Linked DNA regions of Pan troglodytes: regions 1 and 3 are each linked to region 2. The links are chromatin contacts, called in public HiChIP or PLAC-seq maps. All regions are on one chromosome and are shown on one strand. Each heading gives the region's core, a stretch centred on a gene start, on an enhancer-like site or on the middle of the called end of the contact. The rest is flanking DNA. Distances are from core to core; before and after follow the strand shown. Region 1 holds the start of GAB2 (GRB2 associated binding protein 2). Region 2 holds the start of NDUFC2 (NADH:ubiquinone oxidoreductase subunit C2). Region 3 holds the start of NARS2 (asparaginyl-tRNA synthetase 2, mitochondrial).

Region 1 (2,700 bases), core at 112-2,611, 340 kb after region 2:
AGAGGGCAGGGTCTATTCCGAGCTCCCTTGATGCACTGCAGCTGGAGGCAACGGCTCCCTTCCAGGCTGTGGGAGTGATCCCGGAGTTCGGCACCACAGCCCGTTAAACAAGGGCATTTCATGGGAAACGGAGAGGGAGCAGATGAGAGACCTTGAAACCTTCCAGCAACCTTACCCCCACTTCCAAACTCCCGCGACTACCCCAAGACCATTTCGGCCAAATCTCAGTAACTGGCACCATCTTGTACTTTGACCTCACCAGGCAAGGCATCCTCTGGGGAGAGGGGTTAAAAAAAAAAAAAAAAAAAGCCAGAACTCCACGGCTCAGCGCCACGCTGTTCCACCTCCCCCAGGCTGCCAGTTCCCCACCTAGAGGGAAAAGGCTGTTCCAGCGATGTCAGTAAACACTGTCGGTTGGCAACACCTGGCCGCGGAGAGCTTCGATCTCTCCCGACCCCAGACACCCGGGAGCTGCCCGGTCCCAAACCCGGGCCAGCCACGGGGACCAAACTGCAGTGTCACACCGGGGTCGGGGGAGGCGCCTGTGAGAGACGAACGGAATAAAGGGAAAGAAGGGGGACAAACAAATGAGTCACTTAATACAAGGGCTGCACATGCCGCTGACGCTGCCGGTGATGCAGCCGCGGACGGAGGGAGGCCGGCGGCCGGGAGGGGCAGGCGGAGAAAGGGAAGGAGAGGGCGTGAGGCGCTCGCCCTTTGTGGGGCCGTCCGCGCGGCCCCACAGCCTACGCCCCCCTTTCCCGCCCTCTCCCCGACCCTGCGGGCTGAAGCTGCTCGGGGCTGCCGCGGAGCCCCAGCCCCGAGAGTCAACTCTCTCGGTCTCCAGAAGCCATCAATACAAACTTCGACACTATATTTAGTTCACGAGCAGACCGGCTTGGGAGGCGCCGCCGCCGCGCCCGCCTGGCGGGGCAGGAGCCGCAGCCTCAACCTGCCGCCCGCCCCGCCCCTCGGCGGCCCACCTGTGACAGGTGTGCAGGTGCCCCACACGCCCCCGGCCGCTCCTCGCCCCCGGCCCCCCGCGGCTCCGGGCCCGAGCTCCCCAGCCTGCCGCCCCTCCGGGAGTCCCCCGCCCCTCCGCAGGCCCCGGAGCGCCCCCCGCCCGCCCCTGGGCGGCCGCGCCCGCACTCACATAGCGCCTCAACTTCTTCTCGGGAGGCGATTTCCTCAGCCAGCCGGTGCACACCACGTCGCCGCCGCCGCTCATGCTGCCGGCCTGGAGCCCGCCGCCGGGTCGCGCGGACGAGGGCGCGGGCTCGGGCAGCTGGGGCAGCGGCCGGCGGTGCGCAGCTCGCGGGAGGCCAGGGGCGGGGCGGGCGGGGCGGGCGGCCCGGCGGGGACTAGGCGGCGCGGCGCGCGCCCGGCAGCCTCGCGCGCGCCCGCTCCCCCGCCCCGAGCGCGCGCAACCCGCACTCTCCGCCCGGCCGCCGGGGGAGCAGCTGCAGCTGGAAGGCCGGCTCGCTCGCCACGCCCGCTCCCGCCGCGCCCCCGAGGCCGCCGCGCACGCGGACGCGGGGCTAGGGACCCGCGAGGATACAGAAAGCCACCGCCGCCGGCGCGCCCCGGAGTCTCGCTTTCTCCTGAGGCCCCAAGCCGCGGGCGCGGAGGCCAGGGAGGCGACCGCGCCCCTGGCGCTGGCGGGTGTGAGGGGAAGGGACTGCGCGCCCTCGGTCGTCGATCGATTTTTCACCGAGCGTCGACGGGGAAGGGATACTAGGGCTGCTCACGTTTCCGATACATTCTGCGGGTCAGGTTCCGGCTGAAAGGAGGGACGTCTTCCCAGCAAGAAGCTCCTTAACTTTGGCGTCCCTCGGCGGGAGGAGGAGACGGACCTACTACGCGCCGGAGCCTTTGCTTTTGTAGCTTACAGGATTGTCTTCAGTATTGTTCCTATTTTATGGACAGCCTAAGGGCAAGGGCTTGTACAAAGCCGAGCCAATTTTCCAATTCAGGTGTGTGGGGGAGGAGGGGTCCCGGTCATCTGCTATTCAAAATGAGGGCATTGCCTTAATGGGATCGACCTGGGAGCCTCTCATTGCCTGGAAACCAAGTCCAGCTGACTCCCTCCTACACTGCCTCTGGGAAAACACAGTTTAGTATAGAAAATTCGCATGATTTGTAGAATGGAAGAAGCAAAACTAGTCAATGTATTTCATAATGAATTGGAAGGCAAGGTCAAGTGCAGAAGAACAAGAAATTGGGGTCCAAATTCCCCAACGTTCCCGCTCATTGACACAGGCTTTGAGACCTCTGTTTGTAAATATAATGATATCCCAGATGTACGTGGAAGCACACAACCCCAGCACTTCAGCGGGAGGGGGGAGAAAAAGAAAATCTTTTGTACGAGCTCTTTTCTCATCACAAAGTGTCTCTCTAAGCAGCATTAAAAGGCAGGTCCTCCCTAACTTCTCTGATAAGTGGATAGTAACCTGTTTATTCAATGGGGAACCGTGCTGTGTGGACAGATGAATTGGAGAAGCAGCATCTTGCACTGCCCCACACAACCTCAGACTAAAGCTGTTTTGTTCATTTCTGTCTCTGTGCAGCTGAGTTGTTTCAAGCAGTTGGACATCATTTGGTCCAACAGATCTTGATTGGGTTGGGGGAAGTTCACCCTCTTCAATTTGGAAAAGCGAATCCCCTACCACGTACTTAGCTCTTCTAGATACCCTGGGAGTT
Region 2 (2,700 bases), core at 81-2,580:
AAAGACCCCTCTTCCAAAGTTCCTCTCCTCTTTTCCCTCTGGAAATCCATAGAGCTTAGCAAAGCTACTGTGGTGGTTATTATCAGAATAGTCAGTGTCTCTGATAGGAGGCCAGTGACATACTACTGGGAAGTACAGCACACTGGTTTAGAGCCTCCTATTCAAACCGTGGTCCTCAGACCAGCAGCAGCAGTGTTTGAGCGCTTGTTGTTAACATCCAGTTCCTCCCCAGACCTCATGAATCAGGATCCGCTTTTTTTTTTTTTTTTTTTTTTTTTTTTTTTTTTTTTTTGAGACAGGGTCTCACTTTGTTGCCCAGGTTGGAGTGCAATGGTGCAATCTCGGCTTACTGCAACCTCTGCCTTCCAGGCTCAAACGACCCTCCTGCCTCAGCCTCCCTCTGCGTGGGACCACAGGCGTGCACCACCACGCCCGGCTAACTTTTGTATTTTTTTGTAGGGACGGGTTTTCGCCCTGTTGCCCGTACTGGTATTGAATTCCTGAGCTCAGGCGATCCGCCCGCCACGGCCTCCCAAGGCGCTGGGATTACAGGTGTGAGCCACCTCGCGCAGCCCAGAATCCGAATTTTAACAAGACACCTATGCTATTCGTATGCACATTAAGTTTGAGAAGCACTGGTGTCCAATATCCATTCAGAGGTCAAAAAAAAAAAAAAAAAAAAAAAAAAAAAAAAAAAAAACAAAAAAAAACACACCAAGCTCTGCTACTTAATAGCCGTATGACCTTGGGCAAGCTGCTGTTAATCTGTTAGGCTCGGTTTCCTCGTTGTGAATAATACATCCCTAAAAGTGTTTTAAGGCCGAAATGCTATCAATAATGCCCACAGTGTGAGTAGTGCATGGCATGGAGTCATGGCTCATTTGTGCACACAGCACAACACGAACTGAGGAGAGTAGTTTCGGGTCCTTCACAGACTCAGTTCCTGCTTCACTGCACCTCAGTTTCTTCAAGTGCCAAATGACACTCTGGCTCTGCTTGATTCTAAAGAGCTAATGGGGCGCGGACTCCCCGGAAAGGCGAGATGGGGCCAGCTAGGCAAAAAGGCACGGAAAAGCAGAGCACCTCAGGGGGGCCTACGGCCGGGCCAGTCTGCAGCCCTACGACCCCCTCTCCTCCCAGCCGATCCCGGCCGCGCAGCACTCACCAGCCGTCGCGACCGGCCTCCGCCGGATCAGGTTATCAATCAGGCCGGAGCAGTAGCCCAAGAAGCCGATGTAGAGGAGCCGCGGGTCGGTCAGCTTGGGCGGGGGCAGGCTCCGGGCCTCATCCGGCAGAAACCGTAAGGGTTCTGGGTTCCGCCGTGCGATCATGGTGACGCCGTTTCCACTTGAGGCCTGGTCTCAGACCACGAACTACAAGGAAAACCGCGACGACCACTACCAGGGCCTAAGCGGTCAGCTTTCTCCTCCTCCTCTGCGCGCCGGACTCACGGGCACGGCGCAGCGCGGTGCAGCGCCTAAACGCTTCCCGGTGCGTGTTGCTGCGGGAACCCCGCACGCGAAGTTCCGGGCTACTAAGTTTCACTTTGCTCGTCCGCCCGCGCAAATTCTCTGGTGGGAGTGGGATTCACGGGCCTGGTAACGCGGGGTCGAGGAGTACCCCAAACGAGCCAAACTGGGCGAAGACTAGGAGATACTGATTTTCTTTTCTCCCAACTTCCCCAACCAGAATTGCCTCTCCCTCCCCTGCCCCTTCTGGAAAGATTTATCTTTTCATCCAATACCCACAAATGGGCATGATGCGTAGTTTTGATAAACGTAATTAATTGAAATTCCATAAAAGCTAGTTTTCGTTTTCTGAGTTTTCAGTCGTTCATTCGCATAGACACACCCTCCAAAGCCTAAAATTAAGGTCTGGCCAGCAACAAAAGAATTTAGAGAAGCCCAGGACTGGATCGTTTTAGTCTATTGTTGAAATTCAGATTCGGAGGCAGCACCCTAAAATGTTTCACCTCTGGGTCTTCACGTCCTTACACATGGCTGAGTGAGGAGGTGTTCCCTAAAGGTTTGAGTAATGAGGCCAGGCGCCGTCACTCACGCCTGTAATCCCATCACTTTGGGAGGCTGAAGTGAGCGGATCACTTCAGGAGTTCAAGACCAGCTTGGCCAACATGGTGAAATCCCATCTCTACGAAAAATACAAAAAATTAGCTGGGCGTGGTGGCGGGTGCCTGTAGTCCCAGCTACTGGGAAGGCTGAGGCAGCATAATCGGCTGCTCGGGAAGCTGAGGGAGGAGAATCGCTTGAACCTGGGAGGCGGAGGTTGCAGTGAGCCGAGATCGCACCATTGCATTCCAGCCTGGTCAACAAGAGCGAAACTTCGTCTCAAAAAGAAAAAAAAAAAAGGTTTGAGTAATGAAAGAAGGAATTTATAATTCTGTTAAGCAATTTTCCAGTCTCTGCTGTCAGGCCTCTCAGCCGAAGCTCAACCATTGTAACCCCTGTGACTTGCACATATGCGTCCAGATGGCCTGCAGGAGCCAAGAAGTCTGGGGCAGCCAAAAACCCACAAAAGAAGTAAAACAGCCACTTCCTGCCTTAACTGATTAACAAACATTCCACCATTCCACCATTGTGACTGGTCCCTGCCCTACCTTAACTGATCAACCATCCTTGTGACATTCTTCTTCTGGACAATAAGTCTTATGATCTCCCCATCATGTACCTTGTGACCCCCTCC
Region 3 (2,700 bases), core at 123-2,622, 490 kb after region 2:
CTGGGTGACAGAGCTAGACCCTGTCTCAAAAAATAAATAACCACATCAGTGTACTTCAGCAACCTAATAAGAAACAGTCAAACACCTTGTTTATTCTGCACCTCTTCTATGTGGAGCTGCTGCAAATAATATAATCAGCAAGAGAAACAACAGCAGCTAACATTTGAAGACTATGAGCCACTGTTCTAAATATCTTACTTCCATTACCTCATTTAATTTTCAGGACTCAGGGACAATTATTATCTCTTTCCATAAGAGGAAAATAAGGTGTAGAACGCATAAACGCTATGCAGAGATTTAAACCTAAGCAGCTTAACTCCAGAGCTCTTTCAAACTGCTACATTCCAGTCTTTCTCCGAATTCATTAAAAATAAATTACATGCAGACCCCCACAATAGGCACTGAGGTGGCTAAAAGTTTAAAAGGCATGGTTTGAACAAGTATTTGCTGTCAGCCATGTGTGAATACAAAGGCAGGTAAGACACGGTTTCTGCTCTCAAGGAGGGAGGTCAAGACGACCACTTTATAAACCTGGATATTCATTATAAGGGATAAAGATAGAGAAAGGGGGCTTGTTCATTTACACTTTTGGTATGATTAATAAGTTTACAGGTAATACCCTGGAATCATGAAAGCAAAGTTCCAGCGCTTTACAGTCATCGGAACAGTTTTGTGAAAAGTAATGGAAAGCAGAAAAGTGCAAACCCGCGACGCCTACACTTTCCAACTTTTCCCTGCTGGTGGTTGTGTCTGACCCGACCGTAAAAGAAAAGCTAGATGTGGATGTGCCATATAAGTCCCTACAGGAAAAAACCCACTCCCTTCCCATTCACCAACCTGGATCTTAATGCGCTCCCCACTCGCGTTCTGAGCCCCGAGAGCGTCCCGCACGCTCAGTTTGGCTGAAGGTTTGTGCTTGGGGAAGGGGGCGGAGGAACAGAAGCGCACGGACCGCAGCAGGCAGCGGACCCCCAGCATCCCGCGTCCGACCAGGCCCTCCGCGGGAGCAGCCCAGACCCCACGGTTCGAAACCCGCCTGCAGCGGCCCTCCTTTCTCAGCTGCTCCCCTTCCGCGACCGCAGCTCTGCTCTAAGGCACTCCAGAGCCCCTCGGCTGCGCGCTTTCTCCTTCAGGACTCCCAGCTCTATCCCCACAGAACCTCTCCGCTTCCCACTTCCCAACGGGGCGGAATGGACAGGACACTAGGCAAACGCCAGAAAGAAACCACGTGCAGTTGGCAGCTGGGGCGCCCCACTGCCCGCGACAATTGTAAACCTACGAACAGACCCCGGGCCGCAACACGCGCAACCACTCCGTCCACACCACGCCAACGCCGCTTACGTCATCACGCTACGGGGAAGAAGGGAGAGCATGCGTACTCGTGACCCAGGCTTAGGGAGGCGTGCGGGAGGGGGGCGGGGTCAGGAGCCGAGACGGGGCGGAGCTAATGCCCTAAGGTTGTAGAGATTATTGCTGAAAGAACGTGGGAGCACATCTGAGGGTCTTCATTTCTAAACTTTCCAGGTGAGGCTGAGAAACTGAGAGGCAAGGAGTGACTGATGGAGAGGGAAACCGTCTCCATCAGTCAACAATAGGGATCCAAGTAAGAGGAGGCTCTTAGCTGTTAACAGGATTCGCTTGAAGAGATCAGTCTTTCCTTTCCTGAGTTCTCCGCAGAGAAATATCAGACATAGCCCCTCTGCGCAAGTCACAGTTGTGTGGTATCAGACAGCTAAACAGACAGTTGCATAAAAGGGTGATCAGTTTGCCTGAGATGGCTTCCTGGAGAAAGTAGTCCTCTGACAGGTAAATAAAAGGAACTGGAGGGACCTTGCATATGGCAGGCAAGACGGTGGGAAGATGTTGCAGAGACTGGAGGAAAGTCGAGTGTTTCCTGCCAGAATCCTCCAAGTCTCCCTCTTCCCTCTGCCCTCCAACACAGCTATCTGCATTTGTTTGACCTGGAAACAATGACCCTTTTATATATTAGGCTACGTTTTATTTAAAAAAAAAAATTCTGTAACTCAATGACAGTCATTAAAAGGTTTTTAATCTAATTTAAAAAGTAAAACGTTTGGCCAAGTGCGGTGGCTCACGCCTGTAATCCCAACTCTTAGGGAGGCAGAAGCAGGAGGATTGCTTCAGCCCAGGAGTTCAAGACCGGCGCTCGCCCTCGCTGTCTCTCTCCCGCTCCCTCTCACTCTCACTCTCTCTCTCTCACTTTTACCTTACTTAAAGTTGCTACTATTATTATACCCATTTTACAAATGAGAGAACTTACACACAGAAAGGCTAGATGACCTACTTAAGGATACACATTCCCTAAGTGTGAGATTTAAACCCAGAAGTGCTGGCTCTATGCACTTAAGCAGTATGCTGTATTACATAGTGTCCCAAGGTGATCCGTTCCATCAAGGAGCTCATGCTTTAGAGATGGAGACAAGCAAGAAAAGAGACTACTGAAATATCAACCAGTAAGTGCACACATAGATGTATGAGTTGTCTGCATTTGTTTGGACTGAAAAGTCACCCTTATATATTAGGCTACCTCTTAAATTTATCCAAAAAATTATTTTTGATATTTTATCCAAATATTATATTGGATAAAATATAATAAAATTATAATATATACATGTATCACAATTTTATATTTTATATAATATAAATGTGTTCCCTGGTTCTTTTAATAAATTAAAATTA

Evidence for each region. HiChIP or PLAC-seq counts read pairs in DNA pulled down with a chosen protein or histone mark.
Region 1: a contact with region 2 is called in an H3K4me3 HiChIP or PLAC-seq map of stem cell-derived excitatory neurons, with 4 times the contacts expected there. The contact joins the promoter of GAB2 here to the promoter of NDUFC2 in region 2. A contact is called at or near these places in 1 of 7 Hi-C or Micro-C datasets (stem cell-derived neural progenitor cells) and 1 of 1 datasets of contacts at active chromatin or transcription factors (stem cell-derived excitatory neurons).
Region 3: a contact with region 2 is called in an H3K4me3 HiChIP or PLAC-seq map of stem cell-derived excitatory neurons, with 4 times the contacts expected there. The contact joins the promoter of NARS2 here to the promoter of NDUFC2 in region 2. A contact is called at or near these places in 1 of 7 Hi-C or Micro-C datasets (stem cell-derived neural progenitor cells) and 1 of 1 datasets of contacts at active chromatin or transcription factors (stem cell-derived excitatory neurons).

Annotation. Positions count from the first base shown.
Region 1 is chr9:80,442,096-80,444,795 of NHGRI_mPanTro3-v2.0_pri, forward strand. GAB2 (GRB2 associated binding protein 2) reads right to left here and starts at 1,362. Exons shown (of 10, transcript XM_001164121.8): 1 at 1,154-1,362. The coding sequence starts at 1,228.
Region 2 is chr9:80,104,252-80,106,951 of NHGRI_mPanTro3-v2.0_pri, forward strand. It overlaps NDUFC2 (NADH:ubiquinone oxidoreductase subunit C2), which reads right to left and starts at 1,331. Exons shown (of 3, transcript NM_001071781.1): 1 at 1,166-1,331. The coding sequence starts at 1,331.
Region 3 is chr9:80,598,509-80,601,208 of NHGRI_mPanTro3-v2.0_pri, forward strand. It overlaps NARS2 (asparaginyl-tRNA synthetase 2, mitochondrial), which reads right to left and starts at 1,373. Exons shown (of 14, transcript XM_522122.7): 1 at 838-1,373. The coding sequence starts at 978.